Linked DNA regions of Mus musculus: region 2 is linked to region 1. Evidence: chromatin contacts called from public HiChIP or PLAC-seq data. All regions are on one chromosome and are shown on one strand. The core of a region is the stretch at or near the end of the contact, and the rest is flanking DNA. Distances in the headings are between cores, read along the strand shown.

What was found. HiChIP or PLAC-seq counts read pairs in DNA pulled down with a chosen protein or histone mark.
Region 2: a contact with region 1 is called in an H3K4me3 HiChIP or PLAC-seq map of bone marrow-derived macrophages, with 4 times the contacts expected there. The contact joins the enhancer-like site here to the promoter of Rmnd5b in region 1. A contact is called at or near these places in 2 of 39 promoter capture datasets (neutrophils and pre-B cells), 1 of 115 datasets of contacts at active chromatin or transcription factors (bone marrow-derived macrophages) and 1 of 9 other capture datasets (liver).

What each region holds. Positions count from the first base shown.
Region 1 is chr11:51,634,040-51,638,863 of GRCm38.p6, reverse strand. It overlaps Rmnd5b (required for meiotic nuclear division 5 homolog B), which reads left to right and starts at 2,968. Exons shown (of 10, transcript NM_025346.1): 1 at 2,968-3,274.
Region 2 is chr11:52,027,662-52,032,485 of GRCm38.p6, reverse strand. Cdkl3 (cyclin-dependent kinase-like 3) reads right to left here. Exons shown (of 14, transcript NM_001166654.1): 10 at 2,551-2,644; 11 at 1-124. Among named protein-coding and RNA genes, the nearest start is that of Cdkl3, 26 kb to the right of the region's middle. Within about 2 kb of position 2,950, at least 7 of the 459 cell types and tissues checked have an H3K27ac peak or open chromatin away from gene starts, as enhancers often do. A contact at or near this core is called in bone marrow-derived macrophages, where this site is marked.

The DNA of each region.
Region 1 (4,824 bases), core at 1,719-4,218:
TCAAAGGTCAACATTGAGTCTATTCTTAAATTGCTCTCCATCTTTTTTGAGAGCGGGGCTCTCACTGAATCTGTGGCTTACTGATTTAGCTATGCTCATCAGCTATCAAGACCCAGGAACCTACTGTATGCCTCCCCAGTGGTTTGCGTTACAGGAAGTTGTTTTGTTTTTTGCTTTTTTAATGGGCGGCAGAAATTGAACTCAGGTCCTCAAGCTTGCATGACATTTTAGCAACTGAAGTGTCTCCCTAGTTTCGTTTTATTCTTCTTTTTAAATTAAAAAAAAAAATCCTAGGAAACTGGTCCAAAAGAAAGGAGATACTAAAGAAACAGCTTTTGGTTATTCCACTTAAAGCAAGTTCCTCCAACAAAAACCAAAAGTCCAGTCTGAACGAGGGACGAGCAACAGAATCAAACGAATTGGAAAACTCGGGCACAGGAAAAGTGCAGAATAATTCAGAACACGAGGCCCGCCACGCCTCAACAAGGGTTCAAAAGCCTAAATGTAAGCCGCTCCAGGTTCTGGTAGAAGCCGGCTTTGTTCACACCCTGCTTGATGGTGAGGCAGGGTGGGAGAGGAAGTGGGAAAGCCTGGGGCTTTCTAGAAAGCTTGTGAGGTCCTGCCGGCTGGGGTTCGGGTTCTTCAGCTCTGGCTTTTCGCCCTAAGCAGAGCTCATTCAACTCCTCGCCCCCGCGACTTCCGCGTAGGGCTGGGACCACCCAAGCTCTGAGACACCGCCAGGCATCTCCAGGATGCTGGGGTCACGATGCCCCTGCGGGCTAACTTCCCTCTTTGCACCGCCCTCTTCCCTGCTGTGTTTCAGCAGGTTGTGAGCCACAGCTTCCTCTTTTATTAAGCAGAGAATGTTGGTCAGCTCCCAGCATCTCTGTGGCTCACTATGTTCCAGTAGCGATGAAGACAAAGTCCTGAGCCCAATGGAGCTTTTATTCTAAAAGTTGGGGAGGCGGAGATAGGGGCAAGAAAGCAAAATCAACACATAAACACATGATTTCAAGCCAAGGCTGTAAAGAAAACAAAGCTAGATTGTGCAAGGTGGAGGAGGCGGAAAGAGGAGCATGTAATGGCTGTAGGAAAACCTGCAGTAAAAAAGAAGCTGGGGGCTGGAGAGGTGGCTCAGCGGTTAAGAGCACCAACTGTTCTTCCAGAGGTCCTGAGTTCAATTTCCAGCAACCACATGGTGGCTCACAACCATCTGTAATGGGATCTGATGCCCTCTTCTGGTGTGTCTGAAGACATCAACAGTGTACTCATAAAAACAAAAAACAAACAAACAAACAAACAAACAAAAAACCCTGCCTAGCTGGCGTGGTGGCGCACGCCTTTAATCCCAGCACTTGGGAGGCAGAGGCAGGCAGATTTCTGAATTCGAGGCCAGCCTGGTCTACAGAGTGAGTTGCAGGACAGCCAGGGCTACACAGAGAAATCCTGTCTTGAAAAGCCAGAAAAAGAAAGGAAAAAAACGGGGGCGGGGAGAGGGGAGTGCATGAGTTGCTGGAGGACCCCAGGTGATGGTGCACACACCTGTAATCTCAGTACACAGAAGGTAGAAAGAGGTCCTTCGTGATGTAAGGAGTTCAAGGCCAGTCCTGGGTAGGTATCAAAGACCCTTTCTCAAAAGATTCTCTCTCTTTCTTTCTCTCTTTCTTTCTCTCTTTCTTTCTCTTTCTTTCTTTCTTTCTTTCTTTCTTTCTTTCTTTCTTTCTTTCTTTCTTTCGACAGGGTTTCTCTGTGCAGTCCTGGCTGTCCTGGAATTCACTCTGTAGACCAGGCTGGCCTCGAACTAAAAAATCCGCCTGTCTCTGCCTCCCAAGTGCTAGGATTACAGGCATGTGCCACCACTGCCCGGTTCTTTCTTCTTTTCTTTTCTTTTTTTTTTTTTTTTTCCTGGTCTCAAACTCAGATCTGCCTGCCTTTGCCTCCGCAGTGCTGGAATTAAAAGTGTGTGCCATTACACCCGGCTCCTTCATTCTTTTTAGTTAGGGCATGTATACAACCCCTATTTCATTTTGCCCCTAAAGAGGGGCTATTTACAGAGAGCAGCTGGGCTGGGGGCTATGGATGCATAGGGTTAGGTGAGCCCGTAAGAACAAAAACCGAACTCTTAAAAATTGTGTGTGTGTGATGTGAACGTGGGTGTGCTTGCCTGTACAAGTGTGTGAGGGCCAGAGAAGGATTTGGGGAGTCTCGCTCCAACACTCTCCACTTTATTCTCTTGATCCTAGAGCTCTGCTTTTTAGCTACATTAGCTGGCAGGCAAACACAAGAATCCTTAAGTCTCTGCTAACCCCACTCCTGCAATTACAGGCCCGCGCCAGTAGGTGCGAGCCAGCTTTCTAACAGTACCTGGGATCTCAACTCAGCCCCTCACACTTGTTTTGCAAGCACTTTCCCTGTTACCTCAGACTCTTCCTTTAACATTATTTGCTAGTTCAAAATGCATCGCAGGAAATACTTAATCACTGGACCACATACATGTAATGGTCTCTTAAAATGTTCATTTTTCGGGTGCTGGGGGTGGACCAAGGGACCTGCGTGTACTTTAACCCTCCCCCTGTCCTCCCCCTCTCTCTGTCGTAGCTCAGGCTGGCCTAACTCACTTTGTATCCCTGGATCTCTGATCTTCTTATAATTATAAGATTATAGGCGGGTACCACAATACCCAGCTTTGTTTATTTTCTGAGCCAGAGTGTCGCTTTGTAGTCTAGACTGGCCTGGAACTCCCGGCGCTCGTCCTGCCTCCGTGTCCCCTATCCCAGCCTGGACATTTAAGACCTAGTTTACTGTGGTTGGGGGCCCGGATTAGGCAGGTGCGCCAGCTAATACTTCCGGTAGAAACTCGTGACAACCCGTCGGTGGTTCTGACGCGCGGAAACCCAGGTTTGCTCCGGATCGCAGAGGCCAGGCGTCCCGGCACTGCGCAGGCGCTAACTGTTGCCTGGCTCCGGCGAACGATTCATTCGGCATTCCTTGCAAAGCCGCGGGCGAGACACACTGTCTCCCCACGCTCCGCGACACCACGCATGGGCGAGCCCGGACCCACCCGAGAGGCAACCGCCGCGCCTTCCGGTTCCGATGACAGCGGCGCCGGAAGCGGGCTGAGCTGCAAGACTAGGTGACAGCCTGCCGGCTCCCGGTCCCGGGGTGCGGGGCGCCCCGACCAAAGCCTGGAGCAGTCGTCGGCCACACCCTCCAAGGGCTGGTGGAGTCGCCCGGACTCCGACGTCCCGTCCTAGTGCACCTGACTGAGTCAGAGGTAAGCAGCCAGTGGGTGGCGGGGTTCCGGCAGGGCACTGCAGGAGGGTCTCTGGGAGGATAAGTAGGAGTTTGTCAGTCTTTGCACTACTATGCGGGTCAAGTCGGGGTCGTGGCATGCCCCTAGGGTAAATGGTGGGCTTTCCTGTCCTTTCAGTTTTAGGTGAAGAAGTGACAATGTGAAACTTTCTAGTATTTGTAGGGATATGATTTGTTTGAGTGTAAAATACAGGGCATTCGATACTGTGGTTTGAAAAGATGACACGTGTGTGGAGACCTAGATAAGGAGCCAGCCATGGGAAGATGTGAGAGAGTGTTCCGAGAAGAGGATAGAGGCAGAAATAAACTGGATGTACCCTGGAACAGAAAGGCTGGTGGTGGTAGAGTGTGGCAAGTGATGGGGAGAGTCATTGGAGTGAGCATCACCAGGGAGTTTGTTTGGATAGAACTTTTGTTTTTCTTTTGTTTGTTTGTTTGTTGTCTTTGAGACAGGGTCTCTTATAGCCTAGGCTGCCCTGGAGCTTTCTAAGTAGACCAGGCTGGCCTTGAACTCACAAAGATGCATCTGCTTCTGCCTCCCATGTGTTGGGGGGTGGGGTGGGTTAAAGTCCTGCACCACCATACCCAACCTCAGATTTATTTATTTTCTTTTATAATGATGACGATGATGACAACGACGATGACGACAGCATTTCTCTACATAGCCTTGGCTGTCTTGGAATTCACTGTGTAGACCAGGCCAGTCTGAAGTCAGACAGATCTGCCTGCCTCTGCATCCTTAGTTCTGGGATTAAAGGTGTGAGTCACCACACCCAACAGATATTTTTTTTAAACTTCTTATTTCTAGGTGTATGGGGACCTTTTGCCTTCATGTGTGTCTGTGCACCACGAGATGCAGTGGATGAAGAGGGCTTCAGGGTCTCTAGAACTGGACTTACAGGAAGTTGTGACTGCCATGTGGGTGCTGAGAACAGAATCTGGGCTATTTGCAAGAGCAGCAAGTCCTCCTTAAACACCGAGCCATCTCTCCAGCCCCTCTAGTGTGAAGTTTTAACATTTCCTTCATATCTCTTTCTATCCACTGGAAGCTTTTGATTCAGGCCTTCTTAGCCAAAGGCTAGGAAATGGAGGTATTGTTTAATCAGTTAGGCCTACTCAGCCCCGTGATGGGCTAGGTCCTGCAGGGAGGGAGGGGACAAGACCAGTCTCCAGGCTTTGTTTAGCTGCTAGTCCAGTTGAGACACATCTGAAGAAGCAGTCAGGAGGATGTGGAAGTGTGTGGAACCGACACATCAGATTTGTGATGCAGAAAAGAAGGGTGCACAAGGAAGATAGAGCCGTGAGAAGAGGCCTGAGCTGGAGCCCAGGAAGCCATATAAAATGGTGGATGTGACCAGGGACGTAGCACATGCCTTTAGTTCAGCAGGTGGAGCTTTGTAAATTCAAGGTCAGCCTGGATTTCAGAGAGAGAGGTGATTGGTGACCTTTTGGGAGCCTGGGTTTAACTTGAGTTGGCAGAGGTGTGAAGAGGGTGCTTATGGGAGTGAGTGG
Region 2 (4,824 bases), core at 1,701-4,200, 390 kb before region 1:
GCAGTTCAGGGAAATGGAATTCTTTCCTGTCGCATTTGGGAAAATTCAGCTTTCTTTTGTTCCCACTCGATATTTGGTCATTCTGACCTGTTCGCTCATTAAATGCACCTTTCTCTGTTTGGACCTAGACAAACAAGTACCAGTTAGTAAGAAGAACTGTGGGTGACACACAAATCAGCAGACCAGAGCAATACTAACACTGAAGCAGCCAGACTCCCAGGGACATTTTCCAAGTGAGGTTTTTAGTCCATTTACTGTTCTTGATTTAGAAAACCACAATCTTGACTTTGTTGTTGTTGTTGTTAAAGATAGGGTTTCTCTACGTAACCACCCTGATTGTTCCTAGAACTCACTTCTGTGGGCCAAGCTGACCTCAACCTAACAGAGAGAGGTCTTCCTGCCTCTGCCTCCTGCATGCTGGGATTAAATGTGTGCAGCACCCCTACCCGGATGTTTCAACTTTATGCTATTATAAATAATGCTGTGCCTTGAATGTTATAAACTGATTGTACTATGTAAAGAAATGATGGGCGAAAAAGAGAAAGATATGGCTAGTACTTCCAGAGTAAGGAAACTCCATCTATTAACTACCTAGAAACTCTATCTAAATCCAGGAAAATATTTTTGAAAGAGAAAAGCACGTCTTGTGATTTGTAAAGATGGAAGCCATACCTTAGTAAACAATTTAAGATAAAGAATAAGATGGTACAGATACAGCTCAGTGGTTAAGAGCAGTTATTGCTCTTGCAAAGGACCAGGGTTCAATTCTCAGCACCCACATGGTGGCTCACAGCCATGCACAACTCTTAGTTCCAGGGGAACCAATGCCCTCTTCTGGTCTACATGAGCACCAGTAGGTAATCACATATAAAATAAAATACATCTAAAAGAAAAATGCTCGCTTGGTCCCTGCAAAATCTTGGACTAGTTCCAACACAGGTAAGAAAGAAGGGAAAAATGGGAGAAAGGATAGGAGGGAGAGAATGTTTTTCAAAGATTTATTTTGCATACATTGGTGTTTTGCCTGCATGTATGTCTGTGTGAGATCCAGATCCTCTAGAACTGGGGTTACAGACAGCTGTGAGCTGCCATGTGGGTGCTGGGAACTGAACTCAGGTCCTCTGCAAGAGCTGCCCATGCTCTTAACTGCTGAGCCATCTCTCCAGCCCTGAAAGGGATTTTTTTTTTAATGTGAGAACTTACAGAAAAAAAGATAGATGTTTAAAGAGGCCATATTTTATTAACGTATTCATTGCATGTTTGTGTGTTCATGCTCTGACATGTGTACATGTGTGTGAGGGTGTACATGCACAAGCTTATGGAATCCAGAGGTTACAGTGGATGTCTTTCTGGATAGCTCTGACCTTATTTTTGAAGACAAGGTTTCTCAATCTACCGGGAGCTCATTGATTTGGCTGGATTGGACCCTCCTCTCTGACTCCTCAGCATTGGGCTCACAGGCATGGACTACAGGACCCTCCTCTCTGACTCCCCAGCGTTGGGCTCACAGGCATGGCCTACAGGACCCTCCTCTCTGACTCCCCAGTGTTGGGCTCACAGGCATGGCCTACAGGACCCTCCTCTCTGACTCCCCAGTGTTGGGCTCACAGGCATGGCCTACAGGACCCTCCTCTCTGACTCCCCAGTGTTGGGCTCACAGGCATGGACTACAGGACCCTCCTCTCTGACTCCCCAGTGTTGGGCTCACAGGCATGGACTACAGGACCCTCCTCTCTGACTCCCCAGCGTTGGGCTCACAGGCATGGACTACAGGACCCTCCTCTCTGACTCCCCAGCGTTGGGCTCACAGGCATGGACTACAGGACCCTCCTCTCTGACTCCCCAGCGTTGGGCTCACAGGCATGGCCTACAGGACCCTCCTCTCTGACTCATCAGCATTGGACTCACAGGCATGGCCTACAGGACCCTCCTCTCTGACTCCCCAGTGTTGGGCTCACAGGCATGGCCTACAGGACCCTCCTCTCTGACTCCCCAGCGTTGGGCTCACAGGCATGGCCTACAGGACCCTCCTCTCTGACTCCCCAGTGTTGGGCTCACAGGCATGGCCTACAGGACCCTCCTCTCTGACTCCTCAGCATTGGGCTCACAGGCATGGACTACAGGACCCTCCTCTCTGACTCCCCAGTGTTGGGCTCACAGGCATGGCCTACAGGACCCTCCTCTCTGACTCCCCAGTGTTGGGCTCACAGGCATGGACTACAGGACCCTCCTCTCTGACTCCCCAGTGTTGGGCTCACAGGCATGGCCTACAGGACCCTCCTCTCTGACTCCCCAGTGTTGGGCTCACAGGCATGGACTACAGGACCCTCCTCTCTGACTCCCCAGTGTTGGGCTCACAGGCATGGACTACAGGACCCTCCTCTCTGACTCCTCAGCATTGGGCTCACAGGCATGGACTGCCGTGCCCAGGTTTTCACAAGGTGTTGTGGATCCAGATTCCAAGCCTTGTGCTTGCTCGCCTAGCACTTTACACACCGAGACATTTCCCCAGCCCAAAGTTCGTATTTTAATACTAGTATCTTGTCTTACTTGTGTGGGACCTGTGTCCTCTTGTCTGCTATTAGACAAAGTCTGTCCAATAGTTTGTGAAGAAGTGCGTCTCTTTTTTGTTCTTTCAGTTAACCTATTAATTAAAAATAAATGAGAAGTGATTAGAACCTCCCAGAATTGTCCTTCTGTTAGTGTTAAGAACAAGTAAGTAAGTTATATACAGTGGGCCAGGCTATAAACACCAAGAACATTGGCACTCAAGTGGCTGGCTGAGGATATTTATTTATTTATTTAGAGACAGGGTTTCTCTGTGTAGCCCTAGCTGTCCTGAAGCTCACTTTGTAGACCAGGCTAGCCTCGATACTATTAGAACACTGAGTCTCAGAAAACACTTTTGAGTCTGAAGTTCTGAGAACTCTAGACCAGGACAAGCATTGCGTGACTAACTGCTGGTGAAGACGTCAGGAAATGACTCTTGGGGCCCATTTGTTCCCTGTACCTATTCTAAACTCGGACCATTTAACTTCTGGAGTTCTGCATTTTTAGACTTGTCTGAGACTGGCTTACAACCATGGTTTACTGGCAGTGCATCTCAGAGATCACCTCAAGAACACTTAGGTTACTGCAACCTGTGGTCCAATGTGCCTTTGGACTTACAGACAAGTCCACTGGCTGATCCAGACAGACTGCTCATCCTCACAGCCCATAGCCTAAGTCAGTCTGCCGGCCTCTGGTTGGGCCATTGGTACCTTCTAGTGTAAGTCTGCAAAAAGACCTGATGTCTACACTGTCTCTCACCAGTCCCCAACCCCAGCAACCTCACTATCAGTCTCTCAATCTGCAGCAGAGGCTCTAAACCTACAACTGGCCTGACACTGCTTTCCTACCAACAGCCTGACAACTGAAAGGCTATTTGCTATGAAGGCCTTATTCTGGACTATTCTTTCTCCATTGAGAGAATCTGCTATGAGGCAGAAATAAAGCTATCTTTGCAGTACTGAGTGCTATGGTTAGATATAGTTTGCCCTCCAATGGTCCGAATACTGGAATTTTGTTCCCAGTGTGCTGTGGTGAGAGGGGTGGAGCCTGCAAGTGGTGAGGACTCTCAAAAAGGAGGTGACTAAATCTCAAGATGGATTGATGATCTTTTCCTTAGGAGGCATTCTTGCACTTGAGGGATGCTCCATAAAAGAGGGTCTTGGGGCGGGAGAGATGGCTCAGATGGTTAAGAGCACTGACTGCTCTTCTGAAGGTCCTGAGTGCAAATCCCAGCAACCACATGGTGGCTTACAACCACCCATAATGAGAGTGTCTGAAGGCAGCTACAGTGTACTTACATATACATAATAAATAAATCTTAAAAAAAAAGAATATAATTTCTCTAGGCCGGGCGTGGTGACCCATGCCTTTAATCCCAGCACTTGGGAGGCAGAGGCAGGCGGATTTCTAAGTTCGAGGCCAGCCTGGTCTACAGAGTGAGTTCCAGGACAGCCAGGGCTACACAGAGAAACCCTGTCTCGAAAAACCAAAAAAAAAAAAAAAAAAAAAAAAAAAGAGTGTCTTTATAAAGGACCCTGGCACCTTCCCTGAAATCTTTCTCCTGTACTGGCACACACGTTATTCCTACATGTGGTCAGTTTCTTGCCTCCTCCTTTGCTATGATGTAAAACAGCCAAGGAGCCCTTGCCAGAGCAGTGGCATCACGCTGCTGGATGCTCCAGTCACTATAACCATGAGCCAGACAACGCTATGAAGCAGCCTATGTCCATACAGTATCAGTTATTGGCATAGCAATACTAAGTAGACTAACACACCAAGGCACATGGATGCCAAAAACTTAAGTGAAACCATCCCTTTTCTCTTCAAATAGAAGATATTTTTCTTTAAAAAAGATATTCCAGGCTCAGCCATTGAGAGTACTGTCCATGCACAGGACCTGGGTTCAGTTCCTAGCACCCATATTGGGTGGCTCACGATAGCCTGTAAGTGCAGCTCCAGGGGATGCCCCATGGCCTTCATAGACACTGAATGAATGTGGTGGTGCTCATACGAATACTTAGGGACACATACAGACATTTTTTTTTTTTTTTTGGTTTTTCGAGACAGGGTTTCTCTGTATAGCCCTGGCTGTCCTGGAACTCACTTTGTAGGCCAGGCTGGCCTCAAACTCAGAAATCCGCCTGCCTCTGCCTCCTGAGTACTGGGATTAAAGGCGTGCGCCACCATGCCCGGCAAAATAATTATTTTTAAGTCTATCCCAAAGATATCAGTGAGCAATTAAATATCTAAGTTGGTCATGATGGCATACATCTG